Linked DNA regions of Dromaius novaehollandiae: region 2 is linked to region 1. A link is a contact called in public Hi-C data. All regions are on one chromosome and are shown on one strand. Each heading gives the region's core, a stretch centred on a gene start, on an enhancer-like site or on the middle of the called end of the contact. The rest is flanking DNA. Distances are from core to core; before and after follow the strand shown. Region 1 holds the start of RPP30 (ribonuclease P/MRP subunit p30). Region 2 holds the start of TNKS2 (tankyrase 2).

What was found. A called contact is a pair of places that touch in the nucleus more often than the background predicts.
Region 2: a Hi-C map of brain shows a contact between it and region 1, with 4 times the contacts expected there. The contact joins the promoter of TNKS2 here to the promoter of RPP30 in region 1. A contact is called at or near these places in 2 of 4 Hi-C or Micro-C datasets (brain and liver).

What each region holds. Positions count from the first base shown.
Region 1 is chr6:29,137,146-29,141,830 of bDroNov1.hap1, forward strand. RPP30 (ribonuclease P/MRP subunit p30) reads left to right here and starts at 2,921. Exons shown (of 12, transcript XM_026094124.2): 1 at 2,921-3,174; 2 at 4,003-4,204; 3 at 4,460-4,515. The coding sequence starts at 4,060.
Region 2 is chr6:29,465,601-29,469,699 of bDroNov1.hap1, forward strand. It overlaps TNKS2 (tankyrase 2), which reads left to right and starts at 2,412. Exons shown (of 27, transcript XM_064514034.1): 1 at 2,412-2,828. The coding sequence starts at 2,627.

The DNA.
Region 1 (4,685 bases), core at 1,671-4,170:
AAAACGATTCTGTCAAGGTTATCTGTGTTCAAAGAACAACTGCTAAATCCTGTATTCTTGTCGAATGGCCCCTCGCCTGAGGACTTGGTGCTTCCAGGGTCTATTGAAACAACAGGTCTTTGCTAACTCTGAGTACTTGAACTCAAATGGGCCAAGGAGTGCAGCACCAGAAGCCTTACTACCAGAGTGGAAACCACTGGCCAGTAGCCCTTTTCCCCACACATCTAGGTCTGGAAAACAACAGCTCTGCTCGTCTTAACATAAAGGCTTAAAGGCATTGTGGTTTTGGGTACCTGGCAGGAAGGTACCACAACATCAGCGTGAAAAGGTAAATGAACAAGATGATTTTCTTGCTCTTCTTCCTTTCTGTCTCCTTTTTCTCTCCTTCCTTGTCAGAGCCAGTCTATCTTCATAAACTGTCATTTTCATTTGTCTACTGTAAAAGGGTTTTTTTCTTTCCTTTTGTTTTCATTTTCTATTTTTGGATACCAATAAAGTGAAGGCCTGATGTTGGAAATAAAAAATAAAGTATAGGTATATGTTTCTCATGGGGAAATATGTTGTCAAAATGTTTAGAATATTTTGTCACAGTCTGGGTAGAATTCTGTGGACAAATACTATTGAAACATTGATTTTTATTCCCAGCATGTACTGTTTAGCAAATAACACTCTTGTCCGACTTCTAGCAAAGATGTTGCAGCTGCAGTTTTCTCTACTGCCTTTTCTTATCTTTGTGAAAATAAATCATCACCACTCTATGGCAGTAAGAGAGAGAGGTAACCGTTCACATCTTTGGTGTTTATTTTCATTGTCAAAATAAATACTCACATCTGTGCAACTTAAAAAAATGTGAAATGATGTCTTCCCTTTTTGGAATCAGCAAATACGGGCAGCAGCAAGCTGTCATCTGAAAATAAAACAAACTAACAGGGTGAAATTTATGCTAAAAATTCTGTATCACTCAAGAAAAGTGTTCCCTCTCTGAAAATTCAGTATGCACCTTTACAAAGGAACTATTGAGCTTATGATTAAAGTGACTGTGACATTCATGTTACTGAGATAGACAGTAGTACCCAATAGTATCTTAGTCCCCTAAAAGAGCTGAATGCAGAACTAAAGCAAAACAGTCCAATAGTTGCCATGATAGGGTCCCTATCAAAGGCACATTAGAAGAATTGTTAGGGGTACTCAGATGGATTCAGGAGCCTGTTGGTCTGTGCAAGAATCACAGAAAAGACTCCCCTGGAATCCAAATATACTGAGCAGGAAAGAACACCTAGATGAGGGAAATTAGGATCCACTAAGAGGGCTTCAGGACACACACAAATGAAGCATTTTAGAGGCTTCTGACTTGACAGTGAGGACCACAGAGATGTTTTAGCTTTGCTAGATTTTTTAAATAGATCACTGGGGCTGGCATAAACAAAAGTAGTAAGACTCGAGTGATACAGAAAATAAGTTTTCACATTGGTCTGTTTACATGATCCATGATACCCTGATGCTGAAAGTTGCTTCGTACTCAGGTTCTTATACCGTTACAGCAAATAGGCTTCTGCTGGATTTGTGAAGAGCTGTTTAAATTAGCAGAGTTCTCTATTATAAACACCTCTAGAAGAGATTTGTTTCACTTGTATAGTGCCAGCCACAAAAGCTCCTTAGTCCTGCTTTATGTCTCTGAGCACTACTCCAGGTGGTCCACTCCCAAATAATTGATACATGTTCATTGATTTCCTATGACCATTAAGATAAATCAAGCTCCATCATGCACTCAGTCAAAGAAAACCTGGAATAATACCTTGAGCTATTCCACATTTATACACATCAAAGAAAATCCTCAAGAATGCCATTCAGGCTATGCTAGTTGTTTGAAGAGAAACAGTACCGGCTGATCTAATAGGCAAACACCTTATGGACATAGATGGACCAAAACAGAGCTCCTTTACTTAAGTACCTTGGTATCTAATATTGCCAACAACCGGCTGCCTATGCAGCCACAGCTGTGGCAGGAACAGGCTGTCTATCAGCTGGCCTCCCTTCTTCCTTCCACAGGGATGTGACAGGCAGTTGTTTCCCATCCCAGAGCTCCTGCTCGTCGCGGCAGCCCACCAGTAACTTCTCTCTTACCACCGTTACTAGACTTTGTAACTTATCGGGCAGCAAGGCCAGAAACATGCCAGCCAGGCACAATTATTTCTTGCTCGTCCCTGGCAAATTGTGGGGCCTCTTTGGGAGACATGAATCTTAAAGCATAGCTGGCGAAAGCTGCACCAAGGAGAGAGAAAGTAAGCAGGGACTGACTGAGGATTTGGGAGAATCACCATTTTTAACCTTGGTTAGCAGCATCTTTTCCTGGTTAAGAATTTGGAGTTTGATACCCCCCCCCCCCCCCCCAGGCTTTCTTTCACGAACCTTTAGCCCAGCTCGAAGGAAGAAAACAAAGGCTTCCCCAGCCTGGCTGCAGGCCTTGGAAAACTACCTCAAAGTTGACCCAGATTTGCTGTCTGTGGCTGCAGTAAGTCCCCGAAAGAACAAAAGTAGTGATAATTACCACCCGTATTTTAAATATGCTTTGCTGTTGACAGACATCAGAATGAAATTTGTGGGGTTTTGCAATAGTGCCACATACTTAACATGTATATGATCTATGGATTTACAGTTCCTCAGGCCTTTTGTATTTTAGGGAACATCTCTTGAGACGGCAGCTTTGGACTTCGTTTCACATTCTGTTGGCTAACCGAGGAAAACCAGGACCTTCAAACAGAGAGAGAGGACGCTTGCCGGTGTTCAGCGGGAGCCTCAACCACGCGGAGCTCGGCAGGAGCACCGCTCCACCTAGCGGCCGCAGCAGGGGCTCCGCGGGGGGGGCGGGCCCCAGCGCGGCGGGCCCCAGCACGCCGGGCAGCTCCACCCCCGGGTCCGCTCCGCGCTCGCCGGGGGCTTCCTGCCGGTGCAGGCGCTCGGCTGCCCCGCCGCGGCTTTGCCCGCGGTCCCCGGCACTGGCCGCTCCGCGCCGCGCCGGCGGACTACAAGCCCCAGGCTGCCCCGGGCCGGCGGGGGAGGTGCCGCCCGCCCCGTCCCGCCCCCCGCGCAGCATGGCCGGCTTCGCGGACCTGAACCTGCCGCCGGGGCCGGACAAGAAGTGCCTGCAGAGCCTGCTGGAGGCCGCGGCGCACCGTGAGTCCCGGCGCGGAATGGCGGCGGCGGCGGCGCGGCCCCGCGGAATGGCGGCGGCTCGAGGCGCGGGGCCCCGTTAGGCCGCGGCGCGGCGGCCGCGCGGCCTTGAGGGGAAACGCGGCGGCAAGGCCGCGGCCCGGGTGGCCGCGCGAGGGGCGGAGAGCCTTGGGCAGAGCCGCGGTGTAAGGGGTGCTCGCCGCGCCGTGTGCGGCGGGCGGTCTGGCTTTGGCAGACGTGGCGTCCTCCCCTTGCCCTGCCGAGGGAGACCCCTTCCACAGCTTGTCAGCGTCGCCTTGAGTTTTAACCTCGCCTCTCTCCCAGCTTTGTGTTTTCTGCAGTTTTAGCAAGAATCCTGAATGTCGCTTGCCACGTCCCTTGAAGAAAATAACCAACGGGACTATGCTAGCACAAATCTTTGGAGATCCTGACTTGATGAGGAATCATTGCTATTTGCTCTTAATTTTCAAGCAGTTTCTTACTGATGTTAGGGTAGTTCCCTCTCGAGCGTGTGTCCCTAGCTTGCTAACAAGGGTGCCCTTGGAGACAGTCAGCAATCGTACTGAAGGTGGAGGCTGGTGGCCTCCTCCCAGGCTCTGAGCCTGCTGTCCTGCCCCAGGAGGAGGTTAGCGTGGCGGGACATCGCCCGCTCTGTGTAGACACCTAGCGGGAAGCACAGCCTGTAAGTAGGGAGTAATGAGCTTCAGTCCGCCTGGTCCATTAGCGGAGCCCTGAGTACACATTTGGCAGCGTGTGCACGTGGGATTAGTGCAGCACCGTTGCTGTCTTTACGGTGCAGCTTCACGAAATGTATTTTTTCTTCACTTTGAGCTGCCCAAGCTTGCTAAGGTGCGTAGTGTGCAGCTCAAGGCTCGGGCAGCCTCACGGATGTGCAGAATCGGGAGGTGGAGAGCCCATGGATTAAACCGCTCCCAGCCGCCATTCCCAAAGACATCACAGACCTACCAGTTTACCTGCGAGCCCTGCAAATCACTTAGGCTTCATCTCCTGTATCTACTTCAGCACCGGTCAGGTGAACAACCCCGCTCAAGAAATCATTTGTGTTTGAAAAGCTCTGACGTTGAATGAATGTCAAGGCTGGGGAGTATTAAAAGGCAAACAGAATGTTGTATTTTAAGACACTTTTTGTGAATTAATCGCTAGAAAATTGTAATGTGGAAGGAGAATATTGAGATATTTATGGGCTGAGCTTATCAGGTTTCTATTTGGATTTGTTTCTATTAGTTTACTGGACAAAACATTCTTTCAATATTTTCACCTTTTCTAGTGGGATATTCGACAGTTGCTCTCAATCATGTCATCGATTTTAAAGAAAAGAAACAGGTAATTTTGGGGGGAGGGTATTTGTTCTTAGTATGTTTTGTTCTGTAAAACTACATAGCTTATTACATATTCCCAAATAGCTTTCTCTTTAGAGTGCTTGTCTAGACTTGTACACAAGTGCCTCCGTTTGTGACAAAACTCCAATTTTATAATTCAATAGTACCGCTTTG
Region 2 (4,099 bases), core at 1,162-3,661, 330 kb after region 1:
AGGGCTATTAAAAGACCAGTCCTGAAAGGTGCTAAGAGTCTTTGACTCACTGAATTCAAGGGGAACTGAATGCTGCTCTTAAAGTATTACACATCTAAAAATTATTTCTCGTTCACAGAGACCTGGCATGGTTTTATACTCAAGCTGTCAGGAAGCCATACTGGAAAAGGAAGCCAGGCTATAGATAATTTTAAAAACTAGCATCTTTTTAGTATAAAGATGTGGAAAGAATGGATAGTTTCCTAATTTTAGATCCAAAATAACAATATATTTTATAAGCATGCTCTTTTTCTAACTTGCTTCAACCTTTTTCCATTAGCATTTCATAATGATATATTTTTGCCAGAGTTGAAAAAACAGACTTTCAGGTCGCTTCTTCAAATTGGAAACAAAAGCAACCAATTTCAAGTAAATTCATTTTCTATTTCTGTTGTAGACCTGAAGAAGAGTTTATGAACTCAAAGGCTTGTGTATTTTCTTCCAGCCACACTAGTTGGCCTACTAAAAGATATTCTCTCTCTCTGCAAATCTTGTTGTTCTGTCCTTTGACTGTCACAGAGATAACAACACCGCTATCACAGGTAAAATACAAAGCACTTCTCACAAGACTTTTTTGTGATTTCTTTTCTGCATATCAGCTGTCTGCTTTTTACCAGAAAATGTATGGGATGATCATGTAATGAATATGTACTTCAGATTTCCCTGAGGTGCTTTGATGGGTGTCCAACAAAGCCTGGGGCTCAGAGGGCAGGAACGGTAACCCCCACTGCCTGGCTGTGCCATGCAAGGAGGTGCTCAGGGTCCACTGACGGCAGAGCAGGTCTCTTACTCCTCCAGCCAACACCACCTCTCCAAATCCCCAGTTATCTAAGAGGGAAGATAATGTAGTGCTTCAGATAATAACTAGAACTTGACTCCCAACATACACATTTTATTTTCCTTACATGTTGTCTGTCGGGTTTTCACAGTCAGGTTACCAGCGACTCGTTTGCCCTGCTGACGTTTCAGGAAGCGAACTGCAGCACTGCAACTCTTGTTTCCATCTGTGGAGCCTGCACGTAGAAAGGGCAGCTTTTACCATGCATACTTTGGAGAATGAGATGTTGGGAAGGTCTGAGGTGGCTCCAAGCCGATGAGCCATATTTGATCATAGCTTACACCAGAATGTTATGGCCACATGCAAAGCAGTGGATGAATTACGTATGTGTGACAAAATCTGGTAGAGACTCTGGTCATACCCTGACTTTTCCCTGCCTACTAATAATCCTGCCTGCTGAACAGAGCTTGTAAGGTAAGTGGTAAAAGGGAGACATGCCAATGGGGTGGTAGACAACATATATGCATGATCAAGGCTGTCTGTCAAAGCACATATTTTCTGTCTCTGTGCCTAAGCTATCTGCATTCTTCTGTCACACAGCTGTAGCTATGTGTATATTAGTAAATTAAATAGTGCCAGGCTATAGACATAGGCTCTGGGACCTGAGCTGTCACTGTAACGTGGTTGGGCCTGGGACAGCCAGCAGTCTCCCAAACAACTCCTGGCCACAGGTTAGGCATTAGCATGGAGCAGGGACAGGCAGCTTGGATGCAACTACCTCATTTCAGGGGCCAGGAGAGTTTAACAGCCTGGAAGTGACTAGGCTGCACCAATTAGCAGCAGGGTCTGTTTCCTGGTTCCTAGGCCCTTTAATTGCTAGTATGACAATAGTCTGCGAGTTCAATTGACTTTGGGGGCACTCGTCTTTCCTGCCTTTGGAACAGGAAGCCACTGACCCTATTCAACTACCCTTACAAAAGTGTTTTTATTTAAGTACTATAGCGTGAGCGGAAAAAATGTTTTAGCATTACCGAAAGAGTCCTCTTCCCATGGGCCCCACCGGCGCTCACACTTCCCGTTCAGGCTGTCTGGCAGGCTTGCCTCCTCCTTTACGGAAGGGCAGAGATGCTCTGCGTTCAGTGTAAAACCTTGAGTGGGCAATGCCAGTCAACGCTATTTTCTAGCAGCAGTTTCCAAGATTAAGAAGGAAAAACTATATAAATTGTACAGTATAAATTCCATTTCACAGTTACTATGCAACTACATTACCTCCTTTAGAGGAACATGCTTCGCTACATAACCACATAAGGATCTCCTTTATTACATCATGAAGCTACTAGCAGCAGAACGCAATCTTACGCATTTTTCAGAAATTACCAAAAAAAAAAAATCCCCTCAATAGTTATTACATGTTAATTTATACGCCCCTGGGCTCAAGCGGGGCTGCAGCCGCCTCAGCCCTGGCACCGCCCCAGGCCCTCGAGCCCAACGGAAAAACCCGCCGCCGAGACCCGGCCGCGCCCCGCCCCCCGCCCGACGCCCCCACTGCGCATGCTCCGCGCGCGCGCCCCCGCCCGCGCGTGCACACGGCCCGCGCACTCCCTCCGCGCGCGCCTGCCCCTCGGAAGGCGCCTGCGCGGCCCCAAGCCTGGCAGTGGCTGCAGCTGCCGCCGCCGGCGCCCCCTCCGTCGGATCCCTCCGCGGCGATGCGCCGGGCGCAGCTGGCGGCCCAGCGGCGCGTGTCGGCGGGCCGCGGCCTGTGAGCGGAGCCGGCGGCTCCTCGGCCGCCTCCCGCGGGCCCGGGCCGGCATGGCGGGGCGGCGGTGCGCGGGCGGGGCGGCCGCCCTGGCCGAGGCGCCGGGCTGCGGCGCGGCGGCGGAGCCGGCCCGCGAGCTGTTCGAGGCCTGCCGCAACGGGGACGTGGAGCGCGTGAAGCGGCTGGTGCGGCCCGAGAACGTCAACAGCCGCGACACGGCGGGCAGGAAGTCCAGCCCGCTGCACTTCGCCGCAGGTACGGCCGCGGCGCGGCGGGGGCGCCCCGGGGGCCACGCTCGGGGCCTCGCCGCCTGCGCGGGCCCCGCGTGCTCGCAGCGCCCATTTTGTGGCGGGGGCAGCGCCGCGGCGGGACGGGCAGGCCCCGCGGAGCCGCCTGGCCGCCGCCGGGCGGGGAGATCCCCGGGTGGTACAGGTGGTTCTTTTTTTTTTCCTCCCGTCTTTCACCCTTAAAAAACGCTCGGCTGCCGTTCAGGACACCTCGATTGAGATTTTGGGCTGTTTCTGTGGTGGCTTGTGAGCTCTGACAGGTGACGTGCCTCGCAGGTACTGTTTCCATTGATTTCGGCAAGCCCGTTTATTTTTAGGGTTTTTCCTGCGAAGGAGGCCTGTCAGAGCACACAGTTCCTAAGCTTTCTGCTATCGTTAACAAACAGACTTTGTTAATTCGGTACTTAGATACGTAAATAACTGACATCACAGAACAACTGCTCTCCTTGGCAGCTGTCCAGAGGATAGTATCCCACCTTTTCACACAAAGACCTGATTGTGGCTGTTGTTTTGCTGTTGTTTCTTTTGATTTGATTGCAGCAGTTATATGTAGAACCTCAAGACAGGTTGGCTACAAAAGGCAGCAGCTTCTCATCTGCTAAACAACATGGATTGTAATAAAGACATTTGTTTCTTCACCGAATTGTTTTCGAAAAGGTCTCTCTTTAGGATGCCTTTTTCCCTTGTTCTGAAGACATAGTGGGTGTAAATTTCTGAAAGCCTCTTTTCAGGACAGCAGCATTTCACAGATTTAAGAAACTTGATCACAAGAGATCCCAGGAGGCAACTTTAAATATCCAGAGGAAAACAATTTTGCACTTACCTTTTTACGTGCAACAGTCTTGCCTGTTCTGTTATCAGCTCTGAATTTCTGAATAAATCAGTATGTTTTACTGCATCTTGACAAAAATGAGTGTTTTTCTGTTTGGTTGCGCTTTGTTTTGTTTATTTGTGCCTAGTCATATAATGTTGTGATTTGGTCCACCTCTCTGGACAGGAGTGATCTGTTGTCTTGGGTTTGAAAAACAGAACTTCTGATCTATAAAAAACTTTTTCTTTAAAAAGTACAGAATAAAAAAATTTTATGTGTTTGTTAGACTTCTAATGTTAAACAGGTTGGCGTGTAAATGGGAGAAGCCATGGCCATGCTTATGTACCCTTCAGGCTTGATATAGAGAAATTACTAATGGCTCCTCTCAGAAGACTGTGGGATCTGCCAAAACTCTATGATTAAGATCT